3 separate regions of the Mus musculus genome follow, and all the other regions are linked to region 2. The links are chromatin contacts, called in public Hi-C and HiChIP or PLAC-seq maps. All regions are on one chromosome and are shown on one strand. The core of a region is the stretch at or near the end of the contact, and the rest is flanking DNA. Distances in the headings are between cores, read along the strand shown. Region 1 has its middle 13 kb from the start of Gm41208. Region 2 overlaps Fndc3a (fibronectin type III domain containing 3A). Region 3 has its middle 64 kb from the start of Gm41207.

Evidence for each region. Hi-C and Micro-C count contacts between places; a contact is called where the count stands out from the background. HiChIP or PLAC-seq counts read pairs in DNA pulled down with a chosen protein or histone mark.
Region 1: a Hi-C map of uterus shows a contact between it and region 2, with 2.9 times the contacts expected there. The contact joins two enhancer-like sites. A contact is called at or near these places in 10 of 39 promoter capture datasets (the 3T3-L1 cell line, the C10 cell line, cranial neural crest and 6 more), 3 of 15 datasets of contacts at CTCF or cohesin (the NIH/3T3 cell line and large pre-B cells), 17 of 484 Hi-C or Micro-C datasets (CD4 T cells, the MC3T3-E1 cell line, bone marrow-derived macrophages and 10 more), 27 of 115 datasets of contacts at active chromatin or transcription factors (the 230-238 cell line, the NIH/3T3 cell line, acute myeloid leukemia and 21 more) and 1 of 9 other capture datasets (adipose tissue).
Region 3: a contact with region 2 is called in an H3K4me3 HiChIP or PLAC-seq map of bone marrow-derived macrophages, with 5 times the contacts expected there. The contact joins two enhancer-like sites. A contact is called at or near these places in 2 of 39 promoter capture datasets (the C10 cell line and cranial neural crest), 1 of 15 datasets of contacts at CTCF or cohesin (the NIH/3T3 cell line), 1 of 484 Hi-C or Micro-C datasets (bone marrow-derived macrophages), 10 of 115 datasets of contacts at active chromatin or transcription factors (the 230-238 cell line, the NIH/3T3 cell line, bone marrow-derived dendritic cells and 5 more) and 2 of 9 other capture datasets (liver and pancreatic islet).

Annotation. Positions count from the first base shown.
Region 1 is chr14:72,999,102-73,003,058 of GRCm38.p6, reverse strand. No RefSeq gene overlaps it. Among named protein-coding and RNA genes, the nearest start is that of Gm41208, 13 kb to the left of the region's middle. Within about 2 kb of position 2,583, at least 12 of the 459 cell types and tissues checked have an H3K27ac peak or open chromatin away from gene starts, as enhancers often do. A contact at or near this core is called in uterus, where this site is marked.
Region 2 is chr14:72,600,971-72,604,926 of GRCm38.p6, reverse strand. All of the region lies in intron 3 of Fndc3a (fibronectin type III domain containing 3A), which reads left to right. Among named protein-coding and RNA genes, the nearest start is that of Fndc3a, 110 kb to the left of the region's middle. Within about 2 kb of position 1,811, at least 368 of the 459 cell types and tissues checked have an H3K27ac peak or open chromatin away from gene starts, as enhancers often do. A contact at or near this core is called in the 230-238 cell line, bone marrow-derived macrophages and uterus, where this site is marked.
Region 3 is chr14:72,932,148-72,935,931 of GRCm38.p6, reverse strand. No RefSeq gene overlaps it. Among named protein-coding and RNA genes, the nearest start is that of Gm41207, 64 kb to the right of the region's middle. Within about 2 kb of position 2,116, at least 32 of the 459 cell types and tissues checked have an H3K27ac peak or open chromatin away from gene starts, as enhancers often do. A contact at or near this core is called in the 230-238 cell line and bone marrow-derived macrophages, where this site is marked.

The DNA.
Region 1 (3,957 bases), core at 1,334-3,833, 400 kb before region 2:
TTTTTATTCTGTTCTGCAGAGAAGCTGCCACCTGTGGGCCCCAGGTTTCAAGAAATTAATCATTGCTACTGCCTGCATCTTGAGCTGCAAGGGTCCTTACTACAGCCCTGGTTTTCCTTCAGCTCCCTTGATGGAGGTGTGGTTCCCAAAACTTGGAAGAGAATTATCCACACCATTGTTTCCTTAAAGACCATTACAAGGGTGTGATGGATCAGTGGGTAATGGTGCTTGCTCCTAAGTCTGGAAACCTGAGTCCATCCTTAAAGAGAAGAGAACAGACAACATGGAGGCTGTAGTATGTGCCCCACCCCATCAATCAATCAACCAATCAACCAATCAATCAATCAATGCAAAAAAAAAACCCTTTAAAAAGCATTATTCCTTAGAGCACTTGCAGGTTCACTGAAAACTGAGCACGGAGAGTTTCATCTAACGCCTGTCCCTGGTGCTGGCTTTCTCCACTGTCAAGCGCCTGCACCACAGTGGCACATTTGTCACCACAGCAGATTGTCTTAGGTGGAATTTCCATTGCTGTGAAGAGACACCATGACCAAGACAACTCTTATAAAACACAACATTTAATTGGGGCTGGCTTACAGGTTCAGAGGTTCAGTCCACATCAACAAGGTAGGCTGAATGGCAGTGTCCGGGTAGACATGGGGCCAGAGGAGTTCTTCATCTTGCTCTGAAGGCAAACAGGAGAAAGACTGGCTTGCAGGCAGCTAGGAGGAGGGTTTCAAAGCCCACCCTGACAGTGACACACTTCCTCCAACAAGGCCACACCTAGTCCAAGAAGGTAACATCTCCTAATAGTGCCACTCCCTGGGCCAAGCATATTCAAACCACCACACAGATCATCACCCAGAGTCCAGAGTTCACACTAGTTAGGATTTTTTTTTTTTCAGTTTCGTTACTTGTTTATTCCATGTGTGTACATGGTCCTGCCAAGGCCAGAGCACATCAGGTGTCATTCTCAGGTGTCACCCACCTTCTCTGAGACAGGATGATCTGGTTGATCAGGAGGTCATCAATTAGGCTGGATCGGCTGGCTGGTGAGCCACAGCGATCCTCTGTCTCCACCCCTTAATACTACAACTGTAAGTGGGAACCGCCACACTTGGGTATCAAACTCAGGCTAACAAATGAAGCAAGTGCTGTAACAATGGATTTGTCTTCCACCAGACTTTGAGGTTGGATCTTATGCTATAGCCTGGGCTGGACCTGAACTTCTGATTTTCCTGTCTGTCACCCAAGTTTATCACCATATCTAACTCATCAAAAGAGTCTGCAAGTGCTAAACTGGATTGGTGTCCCTGGAGGAACCTGAGTTGGCACAGATACTGCCCAGAGTGGAAGGAGAGTTAGCATGCTCTCTCCAGCTTGATGCGATCATCCAGTCTCATCCTAGGGATCCCAAGGTGGGAAGGACCAGCTCTGAGAGAACAGATCTCGAGAGTGGGTTGAGAAGCAGGAACCCTGCTGGCATACCTTCAGGGCAGCTGAGCTGGGCCAGGGTCATGGAAGGTCTCATTGCCATTACCTAGGCTGTGGGAATGACGCGTGACACATTTGGTCGTGTTGATTAGCACACAGGGGCAAGCATAAGTCCAGCAACCTCGGGCCAGGTAAAGACTTTCAACTGAGGAGTAGTGGGATGGGGCATAGGAGTAGAGGTACTCTGGCATCCTCAGGGAGGGGCGGAGAGTGTCTGTGGTCTTCTCAGGAGGAGGTCTGGCCTCAGCGGGCCGTTGAAGGAGGCAGAAACAGTAACCAAGGTTACCCAGCCTGTGCTGCATACTGGGAGGTGTGGTGGCCAGCACCTGGCTGATCCGATTTAATCTTTGTAGCTCTGAGAAGCAGACACATGGGTTACTCCAGCTTTATTGGAGAAGAAACAAATTTTAATTTTGTCCCCATCCACAAAAACTAGCAAAGAAGACATCAAATCCGTTCAATCACTCGTTCATTCATTCATTGCTTTGTCTACGACAGAGTCTTGTATATCTTAGGTTGGCCTCTAATTCAGTATGTGGTCGAGGATGACTTCCAACTCCTAATCCCTCTGCTTTTAACCACCCAGGTCGTGGGATTTTAGGCACGAGCCACCACATCCGGTTTACTCAGTGCCATGTTAGACAAGTACCCAGCAACAACTCTTTTGCTGTTGTCGTTTGCATTTCGGAAACTCTCAAAATGAGGCACCTGAGACATGGAGAGGATTGTTTTCCTTAAATAAGGGATTATCTATCGCATTCCCATCCCCGATCTTGGTTTCTTGGGCAGGTCCGTCTGTTCATCGTCTCGTCCTCCTCATTTGGTTTAAGACAACTATCATAAAATAAAAAGACTCTCAGCGTAGAGGAGTGAGAGGATCTCGTGGGTGCGCGATGTAGTGTTTGATTACTGTTAAGGAGTCCTGCTGAAAGGGAAAAAAATCAGTTTACTAATTACAAATAAGTCTGGGCTCAGGTGGAATACCAGACACCAACACTAGGGGGAGCTGTGGGGCATTCTTGTGCCTCTCATCTTTTTTTTCCCAACCCTGTGGCTTTGGGCAGAGGCTCCTGAGACAAACTCCACAGATCTTGGCCTCCAGCCCTTGCTGGATTGTGTTGGAGCCCGAGACTGGCTTGTTGTCATTAATACAATTTGTTTCATAAACTCTGTTTGTTCGTTCGTTCGTTTGTTTGCATTTCAGCGAGCCTCAGAATGAGACCCTGGAGGCACGGCAAGGAGTGCTTTTCTTACTGAAGGCATTATTTATCACAGTATCCTTATCTGAAGTGATGATTCTCATTCTCCAAATTGAATTTAATTAATTTTCATATTTCAAGAGCTTGATAGCTGCTAGCCATATCCCCTTTGCCAGCAGCTTCTGAAAAAAAAATCACTGTCTTTTCTTTGACATCCTAACATCGTGAACACACCCCTCTGGAGTAAACTAATAGATATGCCAGGCCACACCGAAGAATTCTCTGGTCAAAGGTGAGTCTCTCAGTAAAACACAGCCCAGGAGTTTGCAGCCAACAGACCGAGACAGTGGGAAGGGGGGGCTATTCCAGGCAGGAGATAGATACCTTTCTTTTTCTTACATTCTGGAAAGTGGTCTGAGAGAGACCCCAGAGCAGAAGTAGATGCCACTCAAACAGTTCCATCAAGGTAGAAGGCCCTTTGTGTAGGGTCTAGCCAGGGCCTTGCATGTGTGTCTTTTAGACATTGTTATTGGCTCAGGAACCCCCCAAGACCAAGTTCTCAGCACCAAGGAGATTTGTCTGTCCCACAGGGACAGAGGGCAGGGAATGAGAGACAAAGAGGAGGAGGAGAAGGGGAAGGAGACAAATGAGAGGGGAAGGGGTATTTGTTCTGGGGAACAAAGGACTGCCTCTGGTTAGAGAGGAGACAGACATGGCCCATAGGAAAGTGGTGGTTTATAAAGGTAAAGGGGGAAACCCTGTTTTAGGATGAGGTGTTTAATTGTAACTGGGCATATTAACTACATGTGTCAAAAGGGGGCTTTTCATTACTGGATTTCCAATACCTTGAGAGCTGAACCTTGGCAGTCAGCCTCAGGAGGAAGAAATGGCTAAATAAGGGAATGGTCCTTGATGGCTAGCTTTAGGAATAGAATTCTTTTTTTTTTTTTTTTTTATTGGCAAGGCAGAGAGAACAAGGGAGAAGATCAAGGCCTATCAGAGCCACATGCTCAAGGCCCTTCAGTATCCACGGGACCTTGCAAACCAATTTTCCATGTTTGTTTTCCAGTGTCTTAGAGGAAGTTCATGCCTGAGGCTGATGTCCACTCGAGTTTTGGCCCTTCAGACCTCCTCCCTGTCCAGGCCACGGCTTCTTCTGGCTAGCTGGGGCCTCAGGCTGTATCTAGATGTTTGGGCCTGGCCCAAGGGTTTCTAGTTTATTGATCATACAGCAGTATGTCCACAAATAGCATTAGCACAAGAG
Region 2 (3,956 bases), core at 562-3,061:
AACCTTAGGAGGAGCAGAAACCTGAGTGGTACAACCTGGCTCGATGGAGAGCAGTGTCCATCACTGGGCTCTACTGCTTAGGTTTAGGGAAGTCACTTCAGTGTGCTTAATGGCTGCCATCAAATATTGTCTAACCAACTAGCCGAGGCAACGACTGTGCAGCGTTGGAATCTGCTGATGCTGTGAAAATCCTAAAAAATTTGAGCTGTGAAATAAGGTACGGTTTGATCAAGGTCAGGTCTAAGAATAGTAATTTAAACGAAGAGTATTAGGTCTCTCTATAGTGATTTTGGTAAGATTAGCTGTGAAACAGGATGTACTTATAGTTGTAAGAAATAAGTTCAAGCTTTAAGAACACAGCAGGAAAAGGAGCAGAGAAATCATAGATCTAGAGTTTGGACATTGAAGTCATTGACCTGACAGCAAGTGTTGGGGCAGAAAGAAAAAAAAAAAAAAAAACAACTCACTGACTGTCAAAATAGCATAGGAGGGCAGAGTGGCGCAGTGAGAGAGAACAGGGAAGTAAGCGCCCATCCCACAGCCTCAGGGGAAATGCATTCATAATGGAATAAAAGGTCAGCTATTACCCTTTTCCACTTTAAACCAGTGTCTCTTCTCCTCTGGCCTCTGACTTGCTTTTATTGAGTCAAGTTGCCAGGGGTGTGTCCTGCCAGGTTTTTTTTTTTTTTTTTTTTTTTTTTTTCTTCTTCAGGAAAGACACTGGGCCTTTAAATAGGGCCTGGCCTTTAACATGTGATTATATGAAGCAACCCTGCCTTTGCCTATGTACCCTCAAGTTACTTATCTGCTCCTGCCTCAGCTTCTCTAGTAATGATACCTCAGTTTGCGTTAACAAGTAGGACACTCCACATGGTTCGTCTCACTGTGTAATCTTTAGTTTTGAGAGTCAGCGATCATACTTTTACTTACAATAACTATCAGTTACTGAGAGGTCCTAAACAGTGTATTTCATGTACTAGTTTGTCTAACTTGATTCTGCAACAGTGCTTTGAGGTTGATCATTTTAACCTTTCCACAGGAGACAGAGCCCAATAGTAGTACATTTGCCATGCTAGTAAGTATCGGAGCTCATTTTAACTTTTAGTATCACCTAGTACCCAAATCCATCTTCCCCACTGTGGTGCGTGTCACAGATCCCAGCCATTGCTTGTGTATGTAAGCAGTTGATAAAGTTCCTCTGAACTTATATGCCCTCTTAAGTAATTTACGGGGCGTATTTTTTTTCCAAAAGAATAAGTTTTCACCTCAATTAACTGAGTATTTTTCACATTCCTGCTTTAAGAATACTATCCACCAAGGATCTTTCCTTAATGTCAAGAGTAAGTTCTATTTTTAAAATAATCACTAAAAACAAAGTACACTGACTATAAAAGCAGAAGCCTTCATTAGCTTTTAAGGAAAAACAAAACAAGCCTGAAATATATTCCACCTGTAAGGAACTTGTCATTTAATTCTATTGTGTGGGCAATTCTCTGTGTGTTATAGGCATAGCTTGAGTATCGAGCATGAAATGATCACAAACTATACACTCATATTTTGGATCAAGGCTTTGAATTCATTTTACCCCAATCTTTCTATGTGAAAAAGCAGCAGGCTGCGTTAGTCAAACCGCGAACACAAAGAGGATGGTTTTCCATCGCGTGCCTATCCACCAGGTTCTTTTGATTAGGGTTTACTTTGGCTCTTAAGGCAGAACGCGTTGCAGTCAGGAAAGCAGCTGAAGAAGCCTTTAAGTGTTTTGTTTCAGTAGCGCCCCAGCGTACCCTCTGCGCTGTTTCCTCTCCCGGTCTTTCCCGGTTCACTGCGGGTCATGTGATACCGGTCACGTGACTCGGTCAAAGGATCTTTTCCTCTTACCAGCTTTGAGGAAAAAAAAAAAAAAGCGAAACTGTTCTCCAATTAAAGCTGCTAACGTGTACTACGCCGTTTCCTTGTTGGGTTTTCTTGTTCGCTGGCTGCTGCTCCTGTAGAAACAAAATGAGTGGTAAGATTTGCTGATTTTGAACATTCGCTTTTATTTGAAAACATAGGAAGCTTTTGTATTAACCTAAAGCCGTGTTGTGTGTTTTTAGTGCCAAATCTGTTCGCTTTAGAAATACTACATATTGTTATGTGGTTATGAAAATTGTAGACTCTATGAGCTAGAGTGATTTTAAATCTCATAGCATGCCCCATTCTGGCTGGCCTCTTGATTTTTTTCGTCTTTTCTCTTTTAAGACTGATCAGAAAATTGGCATCAGGTAATTTGGAAGCCATTGTGTGCGGCAGGAGTCAGCAGTCAGCAGTCCGTTGTTTATTTAATTTTAAATGCTTAGACAAATCTGTAGTTTTGGGTTTTTTCTAAAAGAAATAAAGAAAAAATTGAATATGAATGGTAGATTAAGAAAGACGATAGGTTTAGTTTATGTTAGGTAAAATGAACTAGGTATAAATCATTGATGGTACCTTTAAGAATTGGGATGGGAAGTTTTTCATATTTAAGGCAAATGACAAACAGAATTGTACCCACTTTTGCAGATTTTAAAAATAAGTAGGCCCTTAACAGTAATGTAATCACTCTGCTTTGGGGTAGCTTTTGCCTAAAGCTTGTCAATTCTGAAGGAGCTGTTAGGTGTAGCTACAGTTGTTCAGGTACAGCTTTCTTGTGCCAGGTGGACATGTTATGTACTCCTATAACAGGTTTGCTTCTTCCCTGGACACAGTCTGCTTTGCTGCATACAAATTTAAGACAGTTTGCAGTTAATTTTCTAGAACTTTCTGAGTTAGAAAGTACTGTTGGACCTGAGAGGTAGTCAGGCATTGTGTCAGTGAGTGTCCAGGGTTTAGAGTTTGATGCAGGACAAGCAACATGGTGCTGCCAGCATTGTGGATCTGAATATCAGTACTTGTGTTTACTGTCTATGTATTGGGGGTGTGGCAGGTTTGTGTTCAGTGTTGAATATATCCCACCATTATTTTAGATAAATGTACATAGCACTGATAAATTATCTTTTTAAAATCTAACTGTGTGGCATTTCTGCCTCCGAACTAGAAAATTTACTTAAGTAGTCAAAGTGATCACGTCATAAAGGAGTCCTTTGTGAAACTAAATGATGACTTGTTCCAGCAGCTATCAAAGTAAACTGTGAGCTGAGTCCAGTGGCACATGTCTGTAATCCTAGCATTGTGGAGGCTGAGATGGGAGTGTGGGTGCATCGCCTGAAAGTTACTGCTCTAATAGCCACAGAGAAACAGAACACCGGGTTTAGTTGTTCTGCTTTGAAGATGCCTGTCTGCTTTCTTTCATTTCCACATCATCTTCATCAATCTCTGTCTGGCATTAATGACTTGACACAAGGTTCAGCATGGCAGTGGGTGCAAAGAGCCTGCAGTCTAAGCTTAGTACATAGAGCTCAGTAAAGTTTCCTTGACTAAGTAAACAAATGCAATTTTCAATAAAATCTCTAGTTCTCAGCCAATTTCCACATTTTATAAATAATATCTAGGGCGGATCTTACAATTTAGAAGGCTAGTTTACTGGTTTATGTGAATTAGTTAATGAATAAAGTGACCATTAGTGTACAACTGTTCCCCTTTCTCCAGAGAGCAGAAATGTATTTTGAATGAAGCCTTTCTAAATAGAGATTTTAAAGAGGATCTCACAAATGCTGTTTAGCAAATTAATAGGTAGCATTTACTTAAATTTAGAATTGTGGTCCTGCTTTCTGTTATGTTTTTCAAGGAAATAAAAACAAAGGTAGACTTAATTTCCTTAAAGACAAGATCTAATGACTCATGGCAGTTACTGACAGTGAGAAGCATTTCAATGTTCATGTGATGTATATCCTAAGAAATGAAACTGTTAGCTTTTAAATTCCAACTGAACCACTTGAGCAAAGTTAAGTTCCCTCTGCCTCATTTTCTCTCCGGAAAATGGGTAATGTTAAATTTAGTTG
Region 3 (3,784 bases), core at 867-3,366, 330 kb before region 2:
GTAGAATCTGGCTGACCACCTTCATTCTCTGGCATCCCAGATCTGGTGGGCTGTTTTTACTAGTGTGGCTCTGTGACTTAAGACAGAAGGCAGTCCCTGGTCAGAAAGTCTGACATCTAGGAGTTAAAGGTTTCTTCTCTATCACCCAGTATGGTATGTGGGATATTCTGGTGAAAGTCAAACAGTGGAGAGCATCTTAGATTTTCTACTGGGCTTCATCATCATCTGGGGTGTAGGAAACTTTACTTGGTCCTTGGAGTTTTCACAGATACACTTAAAATGTTTGCTGTTAAATTTGTGTTTCAGTTGGGGAAGATGATTTAAGCCCTCCCTGCCCACTATATTGCTGATGTCATTCCTCTGTCTTTTATTGACAGAAATGCAGAAATTTGCAGTTTTCTTCAAACAAGCACACCCAATGTGTGCTTCTTACGGTTCTCATCTTCCATAACCCTTGCTGATAATGGCACTGGTAATGGTTTCTTTAGAATGCCCACTGTTGAGATAGATAAACACTTAACAATCTGTTTTTACATTGTTCTCTACCTCTAAACTCATTTTGTTTTGGTTGACAGCAGATTTTCCCCTTTCCTCTGGACACTTAGTCTAAACATGGTGTTGTTACATAATTGGAATCACAGACATTTCTGAGGAGGCCAGGGAACACCAGGAATAAGAAATTGCCCATTAGATACCTACAGGCTATGGCATCTTCTTGGAAGCTCATCTCCAGATGGCGAGACCAAGAGGAGTGGAACACCAAGGAGCAAGAGATGTCAGCTTATAAACAAAGTGACACAGGTACTGAGTCCTGCCAGGGAGCCACTTGTAAAGCATGAACTGCCAGATGCACTCATGTGGGGGACCTGGTGCTGAGGATGCTGTTGACCCTCTATGGCATTTCTTACCCATGACTGAGTGTTTCAAACGGCGCCAGTTAGCCCTACAAGTTGGTGAGACTCCAAAATGTTAGGTCACCAAAAAGCACATCAAGGAAAGGAATGAGTAAAACAGATTTTCTGAAGAGCTTTTTTTTCTGGAATAGTCAGTTCTGGGACCTGACAGTTTTACTGTCCTTTGTCAGCAAGAAAAACTGCTCTCTAACAACTGGTAGAGTGGGCAGAAACCACTGAGCCTAGCATGTTACCCTTGTTAAAAAGAAGACTGTTGCAGAGGTGGCACCATGTGGCATGTCACGTACTAACTCTGCCCAGTACCACATAATAGCATAAGCTTCCTGATGGGTTTATTAGGAATTGTAGAGGAAGGGAAACTCGGCCATGGAACAGAGGAGACTGTAGACTCTACACTGTGATACTAACTTCCAGAAAAAGCAGAGACTATTTTCTTTGTCGCAGTATCTGGGGTTCCATAGGTGCAAGAATGCAATTTTAATCAGAGGCAAACCCAGTGGAATTCCAGCTATGGGACCAAGGATCTACTAGTCCATGTGGATCTTTCCTTACTCATGTCTATTCTTTGTGGTCCACATTCCAAGCCTTTCTGATTAAATGCCTTTGGACAATTTGCAATTTCTCAAAACCCATCCCCCCTTGTTTGGCTTTACTTTTATACTATTTCTAGGGCTCTTAAAAGGATGGAGTGAGATCATGTGCATGTTGGGGTGTTTTGTAAAATGTTTTAAAATGCCAAGTGCTGCTGTTTTTGAGACTTGATAGAGATGCTCTGTTTTGCACTGGATGGAAATGGTCCCAAATGACCAAGGGAGATTTAGAGGAGCCCAGCTAAGGAGCAAGAGTAAATGTGAAGATGAGACTAAAGGTACACAGAAACCAGAAGCTCCACCCAGGATTTTTTGTTCTGTGGCTTGTAGAGCTACCGTTTGTGTATTAGCTTTGAACCCCTCTCAAGGCAAGCACATCTGAGGTATAGAGTGTGTTCCTTTTGCTTGTCCCCTGTGTACTATATATTGTATACTGCTCAAGCAAGCAGGAAACATTTGTTGAGTTTTTTTTTTAAAAAAACAAAACAAAACAAAACAGAACAAAACAAAACAAAACAAAGGAATGATTTGATGCAGGGTGACATCAGTGCAGTGGCCAGAGAGAAATGAGGAACAGAAATTGCTCCCTGGATGTAATTTGTCCAGGCAGAGTCAAAACTCTTCTTGTCATTTCCTGTTTTAAAAACTCTGTTGGCTCATTACAGTACAAGAAATAAAGTCCCTGCATATTAGAAAAGGACAGAAAGGTCCCTTAAATAAACACACACACACACACACACACACACATCCAACCTATGTCTGTAATCTTATCTCTCATCTTGCAATTTCTTTGACCTCTAATTCTTTGCACAGCTGTAGTCTAAGGTGACAAAGGTTCTTAGAGTCCCCTGGACTTCTTAGTCTCTCCACAGGCTTCCTTCTTACCTTGGAAAGCTTCTGTGTTCTTGGAAGATTTAGCATTAATTCTTCTTGCTCTGTAACATGCTCCCTAATGTCTCATTGCATGCATCCGTTCATTTGTTCATTTGTTCGTTCATTCATTAATTCATTCACTCACCAAGTTTTCCCTTGGTGCCCGATATGAGTCAGACACTGGTGTAAGTACTGGACACAATAGTGAACAGATAGGACCAGAGGTCTGTCCTTATCAGATGTTCATTACAAAGGAAAGACAATATGAGTGGTGTCCAGAGGTGGTAAAAGTGAGGGGGTATGAAAGAGTTGAAGAAGGCTACAAGTCTTTTTATTTATGTAAAATGTGATATATCAGTCAGAATTGGCTGGTTATATTGCAATAACAAACAATTCTCCAAACCTTAGAGGTTTATAACAACCATGATTTGCTCCTACTTCATACCTCATGACCACCAAAGAACATCTGAGACTTGGATTCTTTATTCCTCACTCTAGACAGGCTCTAGAACAGCACTTACCAACATGTAGGTCACGACCCCCCACAGGGTCACATAGCATATATTTACATTACAATTCATAACAGGATCAAAATGACAGTTTATGAAGTAGCAACGAATTAATTTTATGGCTGAGGGTCAGGTTGAGAACCACTGCTCTAGAGGAAATTTCTAGTTGCCCTACTAGGGGAAAAAGAAAAAAAAGGTAAGACACAAAACTAGCTATTAAAATTTTTACCTGAAAATGGCTCACATTTCACTAGCCAAAAACTGGACATAGGATCAACCTGAGTTAAATAGGACACACGACAATTCTCCCATCTCCTTAAAAGGAGAGTGAACTAACATGTGTGAACAATCTGAATGCTTGCTACACATGGCTCGTGAGAGCCATTCTGAACAGAGGACATCTGCGCCAAATAACAGGAAAGCAGGGAGCTAGCTAATAGATCTGGGGAAACTGTCGAGCCCTGCTCCTCAGATTATACAGCCTGGAACATTATTCGGCCCCTTTCCCTCTTCCTTTCACAGCCCGCCCCCAATCCATCTTGACAGCTGTACTTCCAGAGCATCGAGATCTGGCCGGAGCTCACTGCCTCTGTCTGACTCACCATCCTCTGGAGGATGCAGGAATTTTCGAACTTCTGTTTGCTTCTGACCTCCTTATGTCATCCACATGGACCTTTTTCAAATCGACATTATCATGATGTTTCTCTGAGGAAAGCCTAATGCATTTCCATCCTTCTTTGAGTGAAAGATAACGTTTTTATAGGGTCTCACACGGTCCGGTCCCTGTCCCACCTACCCTGGTATCTCTCCAGCCCCAATAATTGCTTTCATTCTGGGTCACTTTGTGCCAGACACTAACCACTTTGAGCTTTGTTCCTTCAGTATACACTTGAAAGCT